Linked DNA regions of Gossypium hirsutum: region 2 is linked to region 1. The links are chromatin contacts, called in public Hi-C maps. All regions are on one chromosome and are shown on one strand. Each heading gives the region's core, a stretch centred on a gene start, on an enhancer-like site or on the middle of the called end of the contact. The rest is flanking DNA. Distances are from core to core; before and after follow the strand shown. Region 1 holds the start of LOC107901615 (PX domain-containing protein EREL1). Region 2 holds the start of LOC107962907 (hydroxyproline O-galactosyltransferase HPGT3).

Evidence for each region. A called contact is a pair of places that touch in the nucleus more often than the background predicts.
Region 2: a Hi-C map of leaf shows a contact between it and region 1, with 2.4 times the contacts expected there. The contact joins the promoter of LOC107962907 here to the promoter of LOC107901615 in region 1. A contact is called at or near these places in 2 of 34 Hi-C or Micro-C datasets (both in leaf).

Annotation. Positions count from the first base shown.
Region 1 is chrD06:23,584,171-23,587,136 of Gossypium_hirsutum_v2.1, forward strand. LOC107901615 (PX domain-containing protein EREL1) reads right to left here and starts at 1,583. Exons shown (of 10, transcript XM_041095392.1): 1 at 1,322-1,583; 2 at 252-362. The coding sequence starts at 1,414.
Region 2 is chrD06:23,889,583-23,892,550 of Gossypium_hirsutum_v2.1, forward strand. LOC107962907 (hydroxyproline O-galactosyltransferase HPGT3) reads left to right here and starts at 1,444. Exons shown (of 12, transcript XM_041095401.1): 1 at 1,444-1,871. The coding sequence starts at 1,747.

The DNA.
Region 1 (2,966 bases), core at 333-2,832:
TGATTATCACAGAATCACAATGTGTCTGTTAAAAAATTGAAAGGAAGACCAAAGAGTATTAGATTTACATCACATGGACCCATTTAGATGTGGAAAGTTTTTTCTGAACCCTAATCTACAATCATAGCCTAAGTGTTATAAAGTTAAAGATGAGAACAAAATTTGTGTTGTTAAAGATAACTTGAAATATCACTAAGTCACAACAAGACAGTGAGATACAATCTACCATAGACATATATATTAGTGATTACCACTACAGGATCTGAATCTCTTGATTTTGGAAGGACAACCCACGAAGGTATTGTAACACAGTAACTCCATCCAGTTCGAGGATCATGTGGCCAAACAGTTTCTCTCCCATTCTGCATGTATATGTAAATTGAATAAGCGCTAAAACCAAAATTCAATTATAAGTTTCCAGACAGCCAAAAAGGTTCTACTAATAAAATAGCAACATGAATGAAGAACATCAAAATCCATTCCTTCCTAAGTTAAAAGAAAGATAGTATTCAGAATACCAATCTATGTCAAGATTAAAGTATAGCTCATCCCTTACTTTTAGATGTCTAGATTCTTGATAGAATTCTCCTATCACTGTCCTTATGAAAAATACTACAACTAAAATTTCAGCAGCAAATGCTTAAGAACCATAGGAACTTTGTAAATGCTCAAAACCAGCTTATGAGGACTTATACTGACAAGCGAAGCAAACATAAAATTCTAAATTTACTATATTAATGCATTTAAAAACTGGTTAAGAGGTATTTTATTTAAAAGTCTTTTTCAATTGAGATTAAGATAGCTACATCAGTTAATGAAACAATCTAGCAATCAAGTCCAATCTCATCATTGCAAAATCTATAGTCTGTTTTTTGGGTCTTGATCCACCGTAAAACTCCCTATAAGCATTAATTATGGATCAAAATTCTATAATTTCTATGAACTAAACTCTTCAATCGCAAAATCTGAGTGCCAATTCGAATTCCAAGGTAACTTCAAATAAAATCAACGAAAAGAGAGTAAATTGTCGGAAAGCTGACCAATTTACGAGGGAATGCACTCTTTTTTTTTTTTCAATTGAGATTAAGATTACGTAAGTTACTGAAACAATCTAGCAATCAAGTCCAATCTCATAATTGAAAAATATCCAGTCTTTTTTTCTTTTAGTCTTGATCGACCATAAAACTCACTCTAAACACTAAATTATTGTTCAAAATTCTAGAATTTCATGAACTAAAAACTCTTCAACAACAGAATCTAAGTGCCGATTCGAATTCCAAACTAATTTAAAATGAAATGGTAAATTTGTAAGGAAGCTGACCCATTTACGAGGGGGCGGACTCCAATCCATCCCGAGAGGCAGTGGCGAAGTCCCATCGTGCCTGTGCTTCGGTGGACTCCGTCTCTGCATCATCTATTTCTCCTTTTTATTTACTACGAAACTACGCCGATCTCTGTCTAAGAATCGAAATTGAACATTAAAATCGATTGCAAAGAGCTTTTAGGGTTTATTGATCGGATCGGGGGGAAAAAGTAGACAACTGTACCAAAGCGTCACGCAGGTGTTTAGACGTAGGAATTTCAATTATTTGGCCTTTTTCTCTTTTACTATTATTGATTAGATTTAATTATTCCCCAGTCCCTGTACTCTTTAAACTTTTAAAATATAATCCTTTTAGGAATTTAGTACCTGATTAAAATATGTTTCAAGTCTTTGAACTCTTTATATTTCTAAGAATTTAATCTTTCAACCTTTTCAGATTTCAAAATTTATGTTTAAATTGTTTACCTTACTGAAACTTTTTAGTTAAATTCATTGATATGATATTTTGAAATAAAAATACATTCTTGAGAGTCAAGTAACAAAAAGAAATAACGTTATAATAAATATGTATTTAACAGAATAATTTTAATAATTAAATTTACATTATTAAATCAAAAAATAGAAAAATTAAATTACTTAAAATAAAAATAAAAGAATTAAATTTCAAATATACAAAAAAGTGAAAAAAGCGTATATTTTAACTTTAATTTCTCTACTTTGAATTTTCAAATTAGACATGTATTTAAAATTTTGTGAATAAAAATAAATTAAATTTCAAAAATTTAAAATATATAGACTGATTATAAATTAAATTCTGCTAATTATTATTGATAATTTCGGAATTTGACAAAAAGATGCGTGCATTTTAAGATGGGAGAAGTGGGCTTGGGGGTTGGAGCCTGCTCCGGGATGATTGCCTTATCTGCTTGTACGGGTATAATGGAGTAGAGCCAACCTCGAATTCAGAGTTTGAAGTTTATATTTTGCTCAATTAAATTTATTTATAATTTTCGTACACAAAGCTGGTGGCTTATTTAACAAAAAAAATCTGAAAATAAATTGAGAAACTATGCTGACGATTTAGGCTGTTTTTATTCTTTCTCCTGCAAACCAGATTTATAGGGCGTGTTTTCATTTTAACGGTAATTCTATCGGGTTTATTACTAAAAAAAGCCCTTTTTTTTAAATTTACCGAAATAGGCCACTTTTCTAATTATTTATCGGAATGGGTCATTTTTCGCGAAATCACGTCCACGTCAGCGCGATGTCAGGGTACGTGCAGGAAATCGCGTCCACGTCAGCGCGATTTGCTGACGTGGAAGGAAATCGCTTCCTCTAGGACGCGATTTGCTGACGTGGCATGAACAATGTGTTTTTAGCTTGGAAAACTTTGAAAGGCCATAACTTTTGGCTCGGTTGTCTGATTGAGACGAATTTTTTTGATTTCGAATAAATTTTCGAGATCTACGCGCTGATAAACCATCGAAGGCGGTTTGCCGACGTTTTCGTCGAAAAAGATCCTCTTTTGCCCCTCAATTTTGATTTTTTCGGTTTAAAATTGAATTTTGAAACATTCAAATCGTTATTTTTCTCATTTATTTGAAGTAAACACCGGATATTTTTTTACAGAATTGTCTTATAT
Region 2 (2,968 bases), core at 194-2,693, 310 kb after region 1:
TATTTTATATAAAAAAATAAGAATATTTCCAAAATAATATTTATTGTTTTATAAAAGTAATGGATTTTTTATAAATTTACAAATCAATTGAAATTTAGTTGATAAGTATGTAATGATCTAGTACAAACTATTTATATCATTCACATGGTGGGTGTGTAAGAAGGGCAGTAAATGTTTGTAATTTGTAAATTACGTAAATCGAAATTTGTAAATCTATCTAAAAATTTAAATTTATTTATTATCTATAATATTATTTGAGTAATATTATTTATAAATTATCTATCAGATATTCGAATTTATAAAAAAAATTAATTTCGAAAAAATTTAATTATCTTTAGGAATGCCAAATTTGCAAAAATAAAACTAATTTCAATTTTTTTTGGATATCCTAATTTGCAAAAGTTTGAATTTGAATTGGCTAGAATACTTTAGGTTTAAAGGTGTAAAAAACCCTCAAACTTTTTCAAAAAAAGCAATTAAGTCTCTGTCTCTCTCTCTCTCACTCAATTAAGTACTTGAACTTTCAAAATGCATCAAACAGGCCCTCAAACTTCTTCAAAAAAAAGCAATTAAGCCCTGCTTTTTTCACTCAATTAGGTACTTGAACTTTCAAAATACATCAAGAAGACCTTTAAAAGTTTTCAAAAAAGCAATTAAACCCATGCTCTTATTAAAAATTAGAAAAAAAATTATAAAAAATAAAAAATTATTAAATTTTAGAAAAATTATTAAATTTTAAAAATATAAAAAAAATTGTAAAATTTTATAAAAATCATAAAAAAACTAGGGGTCGTTAATTTGATTATGATTTTTATAAAAATTTACAATTTTTTATATTTTTATGATTTTTATAAAAAAATTCTAATGTTTAATAAATTTTAATTTTTTCATATTTTTATTAAAATTTAATAATTTTTTAATTTTTTAATTTTTTCTAATTTTTTTCTAATTTTTAATAAAGCCAAGGGATTAATTACTTTTTTTTAAAAAAAGTTTGAGGGTTTTTTTGATGCATTTTGAAAGTTCAAGTACCCACTTGAATGTAAAAAAAAAGTAGGGGCTTAATTGCTTTTTTAAAAAAGGTTTGAGGATTTTTTTGATGCATTTTAAAAATTCAAGTACACAAATGAGTGCAAAAAAATGCAAAAAATTAATTACTTTTTTTTTTTAAAGTTTGAAAACTTTTTAGACCTTAAGCTAATATTTTATATTCATAATCAAATTTATAAGCATTTTACAACATGTGAATTTAAATATCCGGATTTTAGACTGTTATTCAAATTAATAATATAAATTTAAGTAATAAATATGTAAAATACCAATCACATCTACTTCCAATCCATAATTTTAAAATCTAAATTCAAATATAATTCCAAATATTAAATAGGGAATATCTGAATTCGTTGTACAAATTGCCAAGATCTAATAAAAATTACCAAAATTAAATTGGTGGGATTGTCCAAGTTCGGTGTAGGCCGAATCTAGGTGGGCTTGGCCTATACAACCCATCGTCAGTTACCGCTCTCAGATCTCTCTCTTCGTTTTTCTTTTTAATTTCATTTCAAATTTCCGTTTGTTTCTTCTAGTCTTTGATTCTCCGTCATTTCTTTTTCATACTTGATTTGAATCCCTACACTGAGTTCGCATTCTCGTTCATTGTAATTATCCGAATTATAAAAGTAGAGATCATCAGAGACCGGCGATCAATTCTCTGTTTCGATTCTGTATATGCGTTAAGAGTGTGATATGGAGGGTTTACCTACAACCACTAAAGGAGATAAACGATGGAGATCGAAGAATCTGCAAACATCCAAGCCTTCTTTGTTGATGGCTTTTTTCTCTTGCATCGCTTGGCTCTATGTCGCTGGCCGGTTCGTATTCTTTTTCTCTTCGTTTTTATTTTTTGCTTCTCGATATTCAAATCCATTGCGCAAGTTTCGTCGAATTTTTCATTTTGGTTTGTATTTAGAAAGGGAAAAAGAAGATCGTAAAATCTAAATTCGCATTCAATTAAATCAGCTTAACATTTTTTTGTTGATTATTGGTTTTTTAATAAATTTCCGTAGCTAGCAAATTTATTAATCTGAATTATTTTTTATTTTACGAAAATTTGATGAACATTAGGTTTTTTTTTCTTTTTCTTCATTTTTCTTTCTCAATTGTTAATTCCTCCGTCTGTTCGTGGAATTTGGTTTTCCATTTCGGACTGTATTTAGGGAAAAGTTAGGATCGTAGACTCTAATTTTATATTCAATTTCACCTTTTTAAAATAAATCTTCATAGCTGAAATTTTGATTAATCTGAATTTTTTTTTGTGAAAAAGTGATAAAAATTAGGGGGTTTTTTCCCCCATTTTCTTCATTTTTATTTCTCAATTGTTTATTTCACCGTCTGTTCGTGGTATTTGGTTTTCCATTTCTGACAGTATTTAGGGCAAAAATAGGATCGTAGAATTCTAAATTTATATTCAATTAAATCAGCCTAACATTTTTGTTAATAATTGTTTTTAATAAAGTTTCGTAGCTAATAAATTTATTAATCTGAATTATTATTTATTTTGCGAAATTTGATAAAAAATTATGTTGTTTTTTCTTTGTCTTCATTTTTGTTTCTCAATTGTTAATTCCAATCCGCTAGTTCGTGGAATTAGGTTTTTCATTTCGAGTTGTATATAGGGGAAAAGAAAAGATCGTAGAATCTAAATTTATAGTCAATTATATCAGCCTAACATTTTTGTTAATTATTGTTTCATTTCCGTACCTAACAAATTGATTAATCTGATTAAGTTATTTATTATTTATTTTGCACTGATAAAAGATTAGGTTGTTTTTTCTTTGTCTTCATTTTTTCTTCTCAATTATTAATTTCAATGCGCCATTTTGTGGAATTTGGTTTTTCATTTTGGATTGTATTTAGGGGGAAAAAATAGGATCGTGGAATTGAAATTTATATTCAATTAAATCAGCCT